Linked DNA regions of Mus musculus: all the other regions are linked to region 1. Evidence: chromatin contacts called from public Hi-C and HiChIP or PLAC-seq data. All regions are on one chromosome and are shown on one strand. The core of a region is the stretch at or near the end of the contact, and the rest is flanking DNA. Distances in the headings are between cores, read along the strand shown. Region 1 has its middle 9.2 kb from the start of Gm34777. Region 2 has its middle 43 kb from the start of Gm34983. Region 3 overlaps Gm34983 (a long non-coding RNA gene). Region 4 has its middle 66 kb from the start of Gm34983.

The links. A called contact is a pair of places that touch in the nucleus more often than the background predicts. HiChIP or PLAC-seq counts read pairs in DNA pulled down with a chosen protein or histone mark.
Region 2: a contact with region 1 is called in a BATF HiChIP or PLAC-seq map of CD8 T cells, with 12 read pairs. The contact joins two enhancer-like sites. A contact is called at or near these places in 1 of 39 promoter capture datasets (liver), 2 of 484 Hi-C or Micro-C datasets (CD4 T cells and liver) and 2 of 115 datasets of contacts at active chromatin or transcription factors (CD8 T cells and embryonic stem cells).
Region 3: a contact with region 1 is called in a Hi-C map of bone marrow-derived macrophages, with 33 read pairs. The contact joins two enhancer-like sites. A contact is called at or near these places in 8 of 39 promoter capture datasets (3T3-L1-derived adipocytes, the C10 cell line, the HPC-7 cell line and 4 more), 1 of 15 datasets of contacts at CTCF or cohesin (CD8 T cells), 7 of 484 Hi-C or Micro-C datasets (DN3 thymocytes, bone marrow-derived macrophages, liver and 3 more), 23 of 115 datasets of contacts at active chromatin or transcription factors (the 230-238 cell line, CD8 T cells, bone marrow-derived macrophages and 15 more) and 1 of 9 other capture datasets (embryonic stem cells).
Region 4: a BATF HiChIP or PLAC-seq map of CD8 T cells shows a contact between it and region 1, with 11 read pairs. The contact joins two enhancer-like sites. A contact is called at or near these places in 4 of 39 promoter capture datasets (liver, neutrophils and pre-B cells), 2 of 484 Hi-C or Micro-C datasets (embryonic fibroblasts and liver) and 2 of 115 datasets of contacts at active chromatin or transcription factors (CD8 T cells and microglia).

Annotation. Positions count from the first base shown.
Region 1 is chr10:99,240,572-99,243,971 of GRCm38.p6, reverse strand. No RefSeq gene overlaps it. Among named protein-coding and RNA genes, the nearest start is that of Gm34777, 9.2 kb to the right of the region's middle. Within about 2 kb of position 1,676, at least 147 of the 459 cell types and tissues checked have an H3K27ac peak or open chromatin away from gene starts, as enhancers often do. A contact at or near this core is called in CD8 T cells, bone marrow-derived macrophages, hematopoietic stem and progenitor cells and 2 more, where this site is marked.
Region 2 is chr10:99,415,605-99,418,868 of GRCm38.p6, reverse strand. No RefSeq gene overlaps it. Among named protein-coding and RNA genes, the nearest start is that of Gm34983, 43 kb to the left of the region's middle. Within about 2 kb of position 1,623, at least 37 of the 459 cell types and tissues checked have an H3K27ac peak or open chromatin away from gene starts, as enhancers often do. A contact at or near this core is called in CD8 T cells, where this site is marked.
Region 3 is chr10:99,466,047-99,469,500 of GRCm38.p6, reverse strand. All of the region lies in intron 1 of Gm34983 (a long non-coding RNA gene), which reads right to left. Among named protein-coding and RNA genes, the nearest start is that of Gm35035, 7.1 kb to the right of the region's middle. Within about 2 kb of position 1,775, at least 71 of the 459 cell types and tissues checked have an H3K27ac peak or open chromatin away from gene starts, as enhancers often do. A contact at or near this core is called in bone marrow-derived macrophages, hematopoietic stem and progenitor cells and neutrophils, where this site is marked.
Region 4 is chr10:99,392,051-99,395,291 of GRCm38.p6, reverse strand. No RefSeq gene overlaps it. Among named protein-coding and RNA genes, the nearest start is that of Gm34983, 66 kb to the left of the region's middle. Within about 2 kb of position 1,546, at least 83 of the 459 cell types and tissues checked have an H3K27ac peak or open chromatin away from gene starts, as enhancers often do. A contact at or near this core is called in CD8 T cells, neutrophils and pre-B cells, where this site is marked.

The sequences.
Region 1 (3,400 bases), core at 427-2,926:
TCTCTCCTCTGGTCACTTGGGAAACTGCTAAGGCTCAGGGTTTACGGGAAGCTAAGAAAGTTCGAGAAGCACAAACACTGGTCTGTTTTAGTCATGCACTGAAACTATAAAAAAAAAATAATTAAGGGCTGACAATGAGTGTCTTTGTGGGATCAGTCTGAAAGATTCTTCAGCTAGAAAGTCACTACATCATAATGACGATGGGGGTGGAAATTCTACTCTTAGCAGGATTTACGATCGTGATGTACAACTTAGGAAATGTCTTCTACAGCCCTGCTTATTGATTTGTGTGCTGAGTTTATGGAGACTTAATCAGACGATGCTTATTATTTGTCATTAAACGTAGCTGGGCATGAATGTGTACATGTGGAGGCCGAGGGTAGATGTCATGTAGTTTATTCCTCTCCACCTTGTTTTTGAGACTAAGTTTCTCACTGTACTTGAAGCTCATCTATTTGGCAAGACCAGCCAGCCAGCAAGGCCCAGGGGTGCCCCTGTCTCTGCTGATACATTTCTGGGACACAGATGCACTTTGCTATTCCTGTTTTTTGTTTTTTGTTTTTAATGTGGGTGCTTGGACCCACACTGAGAAGTTCACGCATATACAGCAAGCCATCTCCTCGGTCCCTTAAGAGTGTCTTTTAAGCTGTCCATTAGTCAAATAAGTTTTAAACCACAGCACTTGGTTTCCAAGTCACGAATAATAGCTTGTGCTAAGACATATCCCAAACTCTAGAAACGCATTTTATCAAAATACCTATCACCTTAAGGAGAACAGGACAAAAACACTTCTGCATACCTGTGTGCTGTGATATTCGTCTGGAGGCCAGATGGTAATGGCAGAAATAGAGAGAAAGCAGTCAAGACACTCGTTAAATGAGTACATCCATGTAGAAGTAAAATAATTACGGCCTTTTCTCTAGCGTATATGTGAATGGCATCTGGGAATTTAAATGAAAGAAAGAAAGGGCAAAATGAAGCCTTCTGAGACAGGATCTTTCCAACTCTCCGCTGCTGTGAGCTCTCGAAATTTAGTCCAGCTATTCAAACAAAATGACTCCGGTTGCCTGCGTGCGTACATTGGGGAGCTAACTCTAGTGTGCTTTCTGGTCAGTACTTGTGCGCCAGCATGCAGAACTTTTGTCTTCCTGTTCTTTCCACATACAGACCACCACAAGCTCCCGGTGGAACAAAGTGGGATTTTCTGCTTAACCTAGACTTTCCCCTGAAAGCCCAGTCCAGCTTTTCTAGAAGCATCTGCCAGTCCCCTAGAAGGTCAGGGAGCTGGCACGTCAACACATGAGAAATACCCACACACTTACTTCATATCCTGCAGGAGAAAAAAAAAAAAGATGGCATGAGAAATTTTGTTTCCACTCATTGAAGTAGTTTATCACCTTATGTCTAGTCTAGAAGGTCTGTGGTCAAAACTTCAAGGACAGGATAATAGTCCAACCTGGGCTTGAGCCTAGGGTTAGGATACCTACAATGAATCCTGGCGGATGTGGATTTACATGTTAGTACCTGAAAGCAGATGCAGCCCCCATCCTGGAATGAATATATGCTTCCAAGGGACTTGTTTCCAGAGCGTGGCGGGAGGAACAACAGAGACAGCTCTGTGCCCACACGCTCAGCCATCTGCTGTTCCAACCACACTCCTTCCCCCTCCCCCCCCCCCCCACTTCCTGCACATGATTCATCTTTGCTTTTCTGCCTTCTTCAAAGATAACTGTGTAGGCACTGAAGGAGGGGAAAGTCATTAAGAAAAGTGGAATCTGGAGTTATGAGGATGAGGTAGGGCAGATTAAACAGTCTGGAATTTCACAAAGCAAACAGTGTGGGGTGCAGACAGGATTCTTGTCTCGCTTCGCGGGCGCATCATTTCAACAGGTCGCATCCCTTTCGAACAGGTCCCACAAGACGGGTACACAAGTTGCTAAAGAACCAAAGAGGAATAAACAACGGAAGTCGAGAGAGGGATTCTGGGTAGTCCAACTAGAACTGCCATACACTTCTATCGCCACCCTGACAGCATCTGGCTGACAGCCGCTGGTTGCTCTTATAGCAGGCTATGGGATCTTTATGGCCTTTTCCAGACAGCAGGTAAAAGAGCTACCATGAAAATCATGCTTTTAAAAGCCAGAGAAGGTGATTGTAACAATATCCCTGACACCAGGGAGCACTGAGGGCAATATGTGGTGTGGGAAGTGTGCAAGTCGGCCTGTGCCTGGGTACTTGGGGATATACGAAACTACACCAAAACTGGAGCTACGTGGGCCTCAGTTCAAATCCCTATTCTGCTTCTAGCCTCTAAAACATCAAATTGATAAATCTCTGAGGGTCTCACTAGTCTCGCGGTGAGGGGGTGTGGGGCGGGGGGAGATTGTGAGATAAAAGGACAAAAGGAGATAATGTATGTAACATACTTATGTGGTCCTGAGACTGGAAGCTAGGTAGTGAGTGGGTGAACAGGAAATGCCACTGTTTGCAGGGCTAGAAATACACGCCTCCTCTCTCTCTCTCTCTCTCTCTCTCTCTCTCTCTCTCTCTCTCTCTCTCTCTCTCTCTCTCTCATTCTCATATCTTGTCATTTCATTCAGTTTCTACTGTGTTCCACATCCTAAGGCTAACAGGGTAAATTACTTCAAGCATTAGAATTTTTTGTACAGTGGTTCTCAAGCTTCCTAATGCTGCAGCCCTTTAGTACAGCGCCTCATGTTGTGGTGACCCCCAACCATAAAGTTATTTTCCTTGATACTTCATAACTGTAATTTGCTATTGTTATGAGTCATGATGTAAATATCTGATAAGCAGGATATTTGACCCCTGTGAAAGGGTCATTAGAATTTACTCCCCCCACCAAAAGGTCACAATGCCCATGTGAGAACCCGTTGATCTAGTGCCTTCTAGGGTGATAGGGGAAAGGTAAACGTGTGGAACCTTTCATTAGGACCACACAGATCACAATGTTCTTATTAATTGAGATAGGTGAAGAAAGGAAAAGACACAGAAGCCTTGTAACCCCTCCCCAACCAGAGCCAGCAGCTCTCTCCCTTGTAGAAGGTGAAGTATGCAAGCAAGAATGGATCCTCTCACTTAGTTTGTGGTTGTTGCATATCTGTGTGTGGGCCAAGTATTGGCAGAGGGTCATCCCCAGGAGGACCACCCAATGCCTTTGAGACACTGTCTCATTGGCCAGCTAGACTAGTGCTCCCCGCCACCGCAGTGAAGGGACTGTCAGTGCATGGCACATTGCTATGTTGGTTCTAGGGGACAGACTTTAAGTCTTTGTGTTTGCAAGGCTAGGATATCACCCATTGAGCTATCTCCCTAGCTTATGTTCCTTTCTGTGATAGTTTGTATATGCTCACCCCAGGGAGTGGCACAAGATGTGGGCCTG
Region 2 (3,264 bases), core at 374-2,873, 170 kb before region 1:
AGAAGAGAAAGAAAGGATGCTCTTGCAGAGAGAGGGAGAGAAGAGAGAGATCAAAATCTCTGCATTATGTAGGGAAGAGTCCCTGGGGGAAGGGCAGCCCAGCCCCTGGACTGGAAAATTCAAGGTTGGGGGCAGGGTATGCCAGTCAGGGACTGAGGGATGCTGGGAGAACCTGCTTTGATATGTAAAATCTGTACCTCAGTCCCTTTTTGGGGGGTGGGGGGTGAAGTTCTGAAACCAAACACAGGCAACAAATGAGAGAATTAGTTTTCCCCTTGAATGAGCCCCCTAATTGATTACCCAACACCAAATGGTATCCCCTCAAATCACATACACACAAACAACACTCAGTGTGTGACAATAATGAAAAAGAGTCCATGAATTTGAAAGGAAGTAAGGAGAGAAACACGGAAAATGTCAAAGGTAGAGGACACAGGAGAGGTTGGAGGGAGGAACGGAGTCTTAGCTGCTTTGTCATTGCTGGGATAAGATGCTATGTTCATGAAAATCATAGAAAAAAAAAGTTTATTTGGGGCTTATGGTTTCATAGAATGAGTCTATGATGGTGGAACAGTGGGAGCAAGAGGCAGGTTTCTGGAGCGATGCTGGAAGCTCACGTCTCAATGAGCAAGCAGGAGAGAGAGAGAGAGAGAGAGAGAGAGAGAGAGAGAGAGAGAGAGAGAGAGAGAGAGAGAGAGAGAGAGAGAGAGAGAGAGAGAACGCAATAGATATGGTGAGATGATTTGAAAACCTCAAACTGGCCCACAGCAAGACTACACCTCTTAATATCTCCCAAACAGCCGCCAAATGGAAGACAAATATTCAAATACATGAGCTTATGTAGTCCTGTTGCCTGTGCTCTGGACAGCTCTCCAAAGGACTCTACCTGCCCTTGGGGGTTGGAACCGAGCTGGTGAAGAATCAATGACACAGAGCAGGTGAGAAACCTGCAGCAAACTCCTTTAATACCCTCCACCCGCGCCCCCATTGGTCCCAAGAAAACACCTCTTCCAAATAGCAGTTCCTGATTGGCTGGCACTCTTTGCATGAGCAATCCTTGGTCTCTCAGCAGTCCTCAAACAGGTCCTCCTGCAGGAGCTGCTTGGGGGCGGAGCGAGGGTGGGATGGCGGGAGGGGGGAGTATGGGGGTGGGGACAGCGTTTACAAAGAGGCAGCCCTGCTGTCCCTGCTACATGAGCCATTCTCATTCAAACCATCACAAAAGGAGGGGGGAAATGAAATGATTATATTTTAATTAAACTTTTTAATTGTTAAGGGAAAGAAAGAAAGAAAGAAAAAAAGAAAGAAAGAACAAAAGAAAGAGTGATTAAAAAAAATACCAGACTTCAACTTTTTGGATTCTACATGCATACAAACGAATCTATTTATATCCATGTATATACATAAGCACACACTCATGAACACACTTACATAAACATGTGCATACATACACACACACATACAAAAAAAACAGAAAAAAAGTTTGGTATTCAATTCATTTTCACTTCCTTTTAGATGTTTTTCCCCCACTAAAATCTGGTTCCTGAGTCCAGGATGATCTTGGCACCCACCACCTACGAGGAACTCTGTTAATGCGGGCAGAACACAATGCCTTCCTGACGGGGCCTGCAGACAACTGCAGTGCTTGTCACTGAGAGACTTCTGGGAGCTTTGTGCTTTCTTCACCCTGACATCTAAAGAAGATGGAAGATCCTTATTTTAAGATTTTTCAAAGATTGTCTGGATCTTAGTCAGAAAGTGTCACAAAGAAAAGAAGAAAAGTTTTAGTGTTTCTGTGTGTTGGGTTTTTTTTTTTTTTTCAAACTCACTTCCTGCCTACCCAAGTAGCAAGCAGGGCCTTGGTGGTTCTGTTTTGAAGTGGCAATTTCTATAACATCCTTTTGAGATAATTATCTGTTTTTGTGGTTTTGAAAGAATACAATAAAACCTAATTTGAATGCAGATGAGATATTAAAACTGAGGGAATTTTTTTTTTCTAATTCCACCTTTGCAATTTACCTTAGGAAAAAAATTCTTTTTGATTTCTCCCTCAAATTTTTATCAATTATCATCAGTGTAATTTCTTAACAAATTAGACCTTTCGTTCCTTTCCTGCTCATTGATTTTCGGTTCATCCAGTTTCCAATTTGATGCATCTCTTTTAAAGAAAACAGGCAGACCATGCCAGGGAATGATCACACGTTCCCCAAAATGAGGTCTTAATTTCAACTATAGCTGTGGACGAGTGAACTACAACCTGAATAAATACAAAACATCTGACCCTTGCAGCGCTGAGATTGGCCAGATCGCAATCAACTGGTACTTCCTTCTTCCTAATTTTAATTCCATTTGAGAATTGCCCGTGATAATTGGACCCAGGTCTCTTCCCAAAGTAACATTATCTCAGAGTTTACAATTTCGTTAACCTCCTGTGATTAGCAAGAGGAGCATGCCAAAGCCCTCACTGATTGCTCTGGGCTGGGACACGTGGCTCCAGCAAGCCTTGCTTGCATGAAAAGTGGCCGACACTGTGTGACCAACCCAAGCTGATGCAATTCCTTCACAGAGAAAGTACAGTAAAGGGTCCCCAGTTAAGTCACAGAACTGCAGGGGAGCCGTCATGCTGGTTTTAAAAATGAAAACCACCAAGTAACTGAGAAATTACTTTGAATAAGTTCAAGTAAAAACCGTAAGTTCAAGAACCATATTAAAACGTAGAGGATCTGGACTTCTCTGATTGAATAAATACCTTCTTAGCTTACTTCATAACCAGAGATGGAAAAATATTAAAATTAAATGGGATAATTACTTTTCAAATCTGATCTAGCGCTCATAAGAACGAAGCAGGAAATTTTAGATAATCACACCTCTAGTCATAAGTAAGTAGCTAATGAAATCTCAAACTGGGAACATTGATTTTTGAAGAGACCTGAGTCAAATTATAATGAGACCAAATATAGAACTAAAATTAGGTAAGAACTCAAGTAACGTTTTAGTAAAATAATCTCATATTTATAGTATGCCTAAAAGGTATGTTAAATGTAATATTGTTTTGATCATTGGTGTGAGAAGAAACATTTAGAATATAAAATCCAGTTACTGCAGAGATGTTTAGAACTCTTTTCTACCTCAGCTTTAAGAAAAAAAAACTTTGAAAATAACTTTCTATTTCTTCCTTAAATATCTTTGAAAATAATAATCGGATGTAAAATAAATTTCTAAAAGTTTAGAGTGCTTAGAGGTTCTGTAAACTTGAAAGGATAT
Region 3 (3,454 bases), core at 526-3,025, 230 kb before region 1:
TTGTTATCTCTGAGAACATGGTGACATGAAGTAGGTTCCTGAAAGCAATACTTCTCAGTTACATTATTTTCCAATTGCTCCAAACAAGGAACATTGATGAGGTGAGCCAGAGACTGTAGCTGTCCAGCAGCCCTGGAGTACCGGGTACACCTGGAAGGAGAGCTGTGGATGGATTAGGATGGTGGAGGAGGGGAAATAAGGAGCCAAGACAAAGGTTCTCTGATCAAAGCACAAAGTTTAATTTTCAGCCCTGAGTTTATATAGGCAAAACCCAAAACCCCATCCCTTTGTTTCGACTGCATTGAGTTGCAAAGTAAGCTCAGTAGGCAGTCAGCTACTCAAGGCTCAGTCAGGAAGATGCAAATGTAGGCCAGGCCCCAGGTCCCTGGTTGTCAGTCTTAGATGGAGATTTGTTTAGCCAACTCAAGTTTGGGGGAAGGGCACGAGAGAAATTCTGGTCACAGCTTAAATCTTTGAGAATTGAGTTTGTATTTATAAGTAGTAGATTCAACTTCTCCCTTTCATGGAATAAGATACATACATCCCCATCTGTTTTTCATTACTTGGAAAAAGTCCAGGTTTTATCCTACAATTTGGCACAATAGTCCAGTTTGATCATAAAAGTCAACCCAGCACCAGTGTCAAGGAGACACTAGAGGATAGTAGGAGCTGTGACAAAGTCTATATGTAGTTCACAGCTCTTGGGAATGAGATGGAGGGTTACTCCATGAAATTTACAGGTCTAGCTGAACAGTTCTTCCTTTTACAACAGAGGTCAAAAAACATAGGGTGTTGTTGTTGTTGTTGTTTGTTGTTTTGGTTTTTTTATGATAATGTAAAAATAAATTGGAAAAGTTTTAAACATTGTAGATGTAAACAAAACCTATCTAGACAGCTATGACCTGTCTAGAAATGTCTGAGCCACTACTGAGAATTTACCTTGATAACTTGGTGGAAGTAGGAGGGAGACGGGGTGAATGAGTCAATCACACAATGTTATATAAGGTGGAGGAGAAGGTAGAACAGAGAAGTATATTAAAGTTCAGTTCTTCTAAAACTTGAGTTCATACGCTTTCTGGCTCCTCTTCAGGCTCTAATTATAAATTAATTGAGATCATTTAGAATTCTTATAATAACTTCACCTCTTCATGAAATCTAATATGGCAAACTTCATAAATATTACATTGTAGCTAAGATGATGTGGGTAGGCCTGAACTTCTCCAATTCCCCAGAATGTTACAAACACACTCTCATGGACTCAGATTTGGAGGTCAAGTCTGGTTGTATACTGGAGAGCAGGGCTTTTTAGAACTCTGGTAAATGTGGCAGATCATACTGAGTCTGTCTGGTCGACCCTAAGAATGTCCTGTTTCCTATCTCTGTACTGCTTGCTGTAGCTCTCCAGGTCTCACTTCCAGCATTCTGCATTTATAAATCCTCCGTGAATCTGACCTAAAAGAGCACACTTATAATCTTGTTTACACAACCCTAAATAAGTCAAAACTGCTACTTCTTAGTTGGTCCGGTAGTTGCCTATTGAAAGAGCAATTCAAATCAACATGAAGAGCCTCTCTTCTTCCCTGGTCCATTGTGTTGTAAAATCCAAAGAATCCCGAATCAGTAACTTTCTATGAAGCTCAACAACTAATATCCCTCCCTACTCTCAAAGCTGGGGAGAAAATAGTTTTTCTTTATCTTGACACTACATCCGTACAGTGGTGAAAGGGGAAAGGCTTTGGTCACTTGTATTGTGTAAGAAAGGAAGGAAGAAAAAGGGGCGAGGCAAATGGACACCAGAAAACAAAGTCAAAGCCCTCTGTTTCCTTGTTCCAGTGAAGCAGAAACACTGAGAGATGGAAGCCAAGTCCACATCCTCGCAGCAGAGACGTCAGCTTGCTGGTCCTGGGAGTCGGTGCTTTTACTTTTAGCATCCTGATGAGCCAGGCATTCGCTACAGAAATAAACCAAACGGGAGGCAACTGGTAGAATATTAGACTGTGTTTGGTCTGGCAGGAACTTCACACTTCCATCTCCTTCGTACCTCCTCTCTCATTTCCTAATCAAGTTAGGATTCGCTGAGATCAGAATTAAGTTTCTATTTCCTGAGCCAGTGAAAGCCAAGGGAGATGACTTAGCATTTGCTGGGCAAGGTGGTTATGACTTAACCAAGGAGAAGAAGGAAGGCAAAGAGGGACCTCAGGCACCCCAGATCTCAGCTAAACACATCTTCTGCAGTAGGAAAGAGCGAGAGACCCTGACCCAAAACTGTACCATCACCTCCATGACTCTAATTACGGGGAGAAGAAAATGGAAGACAGGATGATCTCCCAAACAGTGAGTCGCTAAATGTATGGTTCCTCAAGATGCTTTTTTGAGGAATGAGCCTGGGGTATATGGAACTCTGAAGAAAAAAAGGAGAGAGAGAGAGAGAGGGCACTCAGAAAGCATCATCAGAAGTTCTGAGGTGCACAGTATTACTAGTGACTACACAGGTGGCTCTAGCGCCCATCACTAACAGAAATCACCCAACTGTTCCCAGCCCCCAAATATGCATAAGCTAGTGCAGGCACAGTCTGGCTCTCTTATTTGTTTTCCCAGTGGGCTAGTCCTTGGACTTTGGCCTCTGCCTCTTCAGTAGCACACCATAGAGAAACTTCTGGGTCTGACTCCTACCAGGTAGACCTGTTTTATTTCCTGTCTATACAAATTCAGTACAACCCCCTTCACTTCCAACCCAATCATTAAAGATTGACTTCCCTCCAGCCATGACCTTCATCCCTGCCTCAAGTAAAGGAAAATACAACAGACATCAGTGGAGTGATGGAGTCCCATGTCAGATCCTGAGGACAGGAGACAAAACGAGATGAGAATTTTAATCCCAAGAAGCTTGGGGCAGATGAGAAGAGAACCACGAATTTATCCAAAATCCCCAGAGCTAATAAAAGGAAGAAGAAAGAAGAAGAAGAAGAAGAAGAAGAAGAAGAAGAAGAAGAAGAAGAGGAGGAGGAGGAGGAGGAGGAGGAGGAGGAGGAGGAGGAGGAGGAGGAGGAGGAGGAGGAGGAGGAGGAGGAGGAGGAGGAGGAAGAAGAAGAAGTTCCTCCCTTTTAACAGCATGTTAGGAAAGCAATTGGGAAGAAGCAACACCTGTTCTTGCAAGGGCTCTCTGCTTTGAGATGCCTTTCTATGCTGAAAATAATGCTATTCAAATAAATGATTCTCTATGTCAATAAAGACCTCAGAGGGCTTGGTGAGACACCTGTCCTTCCCTGGTAGACTATCATACCTATGTACTTAGAAAGAAAATTGCCTCTTTAGTTTATAAATAAATTGCTAATTTATTAGGCTATGTTTATATAGAATATGACTACAAATGGGGGTGGGATGGGGTTTAACAGCAGTAAGGTCAGTTGGAGCTAAATGAACCCCGGCTCATCAAAAACCAAAATGACAAAGC
Region 4 (3,241 bases), core at 297-2,796, 150 kb before region 1:
TTTACAGCACTGTCTGCCTCGCTGGCCTGAACACTCTGGTTTCAAGTGGTCTTTTTGAGAAAGTAATTATCTGTGACAATATTAGCTTTCAGTTGCATTCCATGAACACTCAAGTTTCTCAGCCCCTTAACTCAACCTTTCAGACAACAGGTTCGCCATCAACAACCCCAGCACTTGTTCACCAAAATAAAATGATAAACAAGGAAACACAATCATATAGCTAGCTCTGTTTGTAGGTTGGTACACTTTTGGAAAATTTATGCCCACAAAATAAAACTGAAAATGTTTGGCAACTGTCAGTCAAAGAGAGACCTGAAAGAACTCACGGTTCTGAGGTACTCGTTAATCCCCTACATGGTCAGTGACTGGAAGTTGAGCCTTGCATTCTGACACAAAAAGAGGCAGGTTGGGTTCTTCAGTCATGCTTAGGCCTCATTTTCAAATTCTCTACCATAACCCTTCCTCAGGTGGTTCATCTATGGCAGTGTTGCTTAGAAAGACAATTCAAAGTTGACAATATAAGATGGGCCAATGAAAGAGGTAGGAAGTTAGGCCCAGATCTTTCTGAGCCCAGAACTCACAAAACCAGTGTTTTGCTGCTGTCTTTCAAAGATGATTTGGGATGGATATTTATGAAAAAATCTCTAGGAACCACCTCAACTGTCACAATGCAGGGTGTAAATGACCATGGAGGGCTCAAATGTGATACCTGGTGACACACTTCCAACTAAGGCTCAGGAAAATTCACAGAGAAAAAAAGCCCAAAAGGTTGAAAGGGGAACAGAATTATTCCTGGTAATAAGGTAAATAAGAACTCTCCCTCTCCCCTCTCCCCTCTCCCTTCTCCCCTCTCCCCCTCCCCCTCTCTCCTCTCTTTCCCTTCTCCCTTCTCCCCTCTCCCCTCTCCCTTCTCTCCTCTCCCTCTCCCTCTCTTTCCCCTCTCCCTTCTCCCCTCTCCCCTTCCCCCTCTTCCTCCTCCTCCCTCTCCCTCCTCCTCCTCCCTCTCTCCTCCTCTCTCCCCTCTCCCCTTCCTCCTCCTCCTCTCTCGTCCTCTCCCCTCTCCCCCTCTCTCCCCATCTCCCCCCTCTCCCCTCTCCCTTTTGATACAAAGTCTTACTACATAGCCCAGGCTGGCCACAGACTTGCTGCATAGCCCAGGCTAGCCTGGAACTTGCATTATGTTCCTATCACCTACTGAATGCTGGGATTGCAGGTGTCCGGCTTCAGCCCCAGCCCCAGGCCCTTCCTGATCATTTGTGGAACCTGTGGTTCTTTTTCAGAAGAGAATTTCTACAGCCAAAGCTTAGTGTTTTACTGAAGATCACAGAACACACCTTAAAAACAAAAACAAAAATCCAACTAGTCTTGAGTCACTGAGCTCTCAATTTTCATTTTCAGATGTAAGCAGCAAGGCGCCCAGTGTTCCTGTCTGCCTCTGGCATGGACTTTTGTATCTGGAGAGTGGGAGCAGCTCCTGTTACAGTAATTCTCACGAACTCACATGTTTTAAATGAAGCCTGGCTGCGAAGGAAGTCAAGGGGAAATGGAGAACTGCCCGTGATTGCTCGTCCCCAGCTCTGCTCGGCTCGCTCCATTCCGCACACAGCTGGCCTGAACAGAAAGCACTCTCCTAAATTTAGCCTCAGATTCATTTGAAAGACTCTTTCATGTCTTATCACCATCTTGTTGGGTAGCTATGTGGGCTTTTAATTTCCTGTTCTAAAATTTTACACCATCCAAAAATTAAATCAAAATGTTTTTATGTTGCTTTAGGACTCTCTCTCTCTCTCTCTCTCTCTCTCTCTCTCTCTCTCTCTCTCTCTCTCTCTCTCATGAGGCTAGCATCTTGCATCCATTCACCAATGTGGCAAAACCAAGAAGGGAAATTAATCTAACCACTACTTATATTTAGCACCCCAAAGGGAGCTCTGTGTTTTCTACGATGACAGAAAAGGCTGTAGTCTCCAGCAAGCACTGTCTTCTGCTCGCACACTTCCTGATGAGAGGGGATTTTTCAAGGGATGGTCTGTCCTTTGAAGAGAAAGAGGATCCTTCTACCCTGGGAGGTGTTAACCTAAATATTTACATGTGGCAATAATTAACAGGGAAATAGTACACAACACTAACAAAGAACAGACTTGTGGCATACCGTCATAACATTGGAGAACCTTGTCTGATGTTGCGCTAAAAAAAAAAAAAGGTGAGTTCCCTCGTCACACTCAAAGCTGATCTTCATATGAGTGCTAGATGAGTCAGTGACTGGAAGGGCCCAAGGGAAGCTTATGCACAACATGACTTAAGCACAACATGCTTGCACACACTCACACATGCACATACACATGTCCAGTGATTGGTATTTAAGATAATGCTCTTTAACAGCTTATTCAATGTCTTTATGCTTCACTAAAGCCATGTTTTGATTTTTGAAATGATTCAGACTGTTAGTAACAACTCCGTTTCCTACAGAACTTGTTATATTTTGTTTTGGTTTTCTTTAATACTTATTTTTCTGTTTTATTATTTATGTGTATGTGCTGTGTTTGTGTGCAGGTTCCTACAAAGCCCAGCAGGGAGTGTCAGATTCCCCGGCGCTGGTGTTACAGGTGTTTGTGAGGAGCCTGATGTGGGTGCTGGGAATTGAACTTGGGTCCTCTGGAAGAGAGCAGTACATGCTTTAAACACTGAGCCACATCTCTAGCCCTTGTTTTGTTTTCTCTAGACAATGTCTTATAGTATGTAGCACTGGCTGTCCTGAAATTTATTGTGTAGACCAGGCTGGCCTCAAAGTCATAGAGACCTGCCTGCCTGTCTCTACAGTGCTAAGATTGACTCCATCTGCCTCTAAGGTACTTTTAAAAGTGGAACCTAAAACCTAAAAGCCTAAAATAGTTCCTTATTTGTTATAAAATCCAAACAGCTCTGAAAGGCAAAATCAAAAGCTACCCACCTGGCATGGCAATATTTTAATTACTTCCTCCAACATTCTACCACGTGAAAGTATCAGATGTCTGGCCGCTAACCTTTTGGCTACAGAAGGTTGTTATACCTCATAACGATGCCACCAAATATATGGTACGTGGACTATCTTAAGGTACAACCCAATATACAAATATACGTGTGCTTTGTTAACCCTTGTAAAAGCCAAGTACAGTCTAAATATCAAAAGACATGTAGTGCTTATAATAAGTTTTGGGTAAAGATATCATTAAATTTTATTTCTTTGAAGATGCATTAAAAGGGG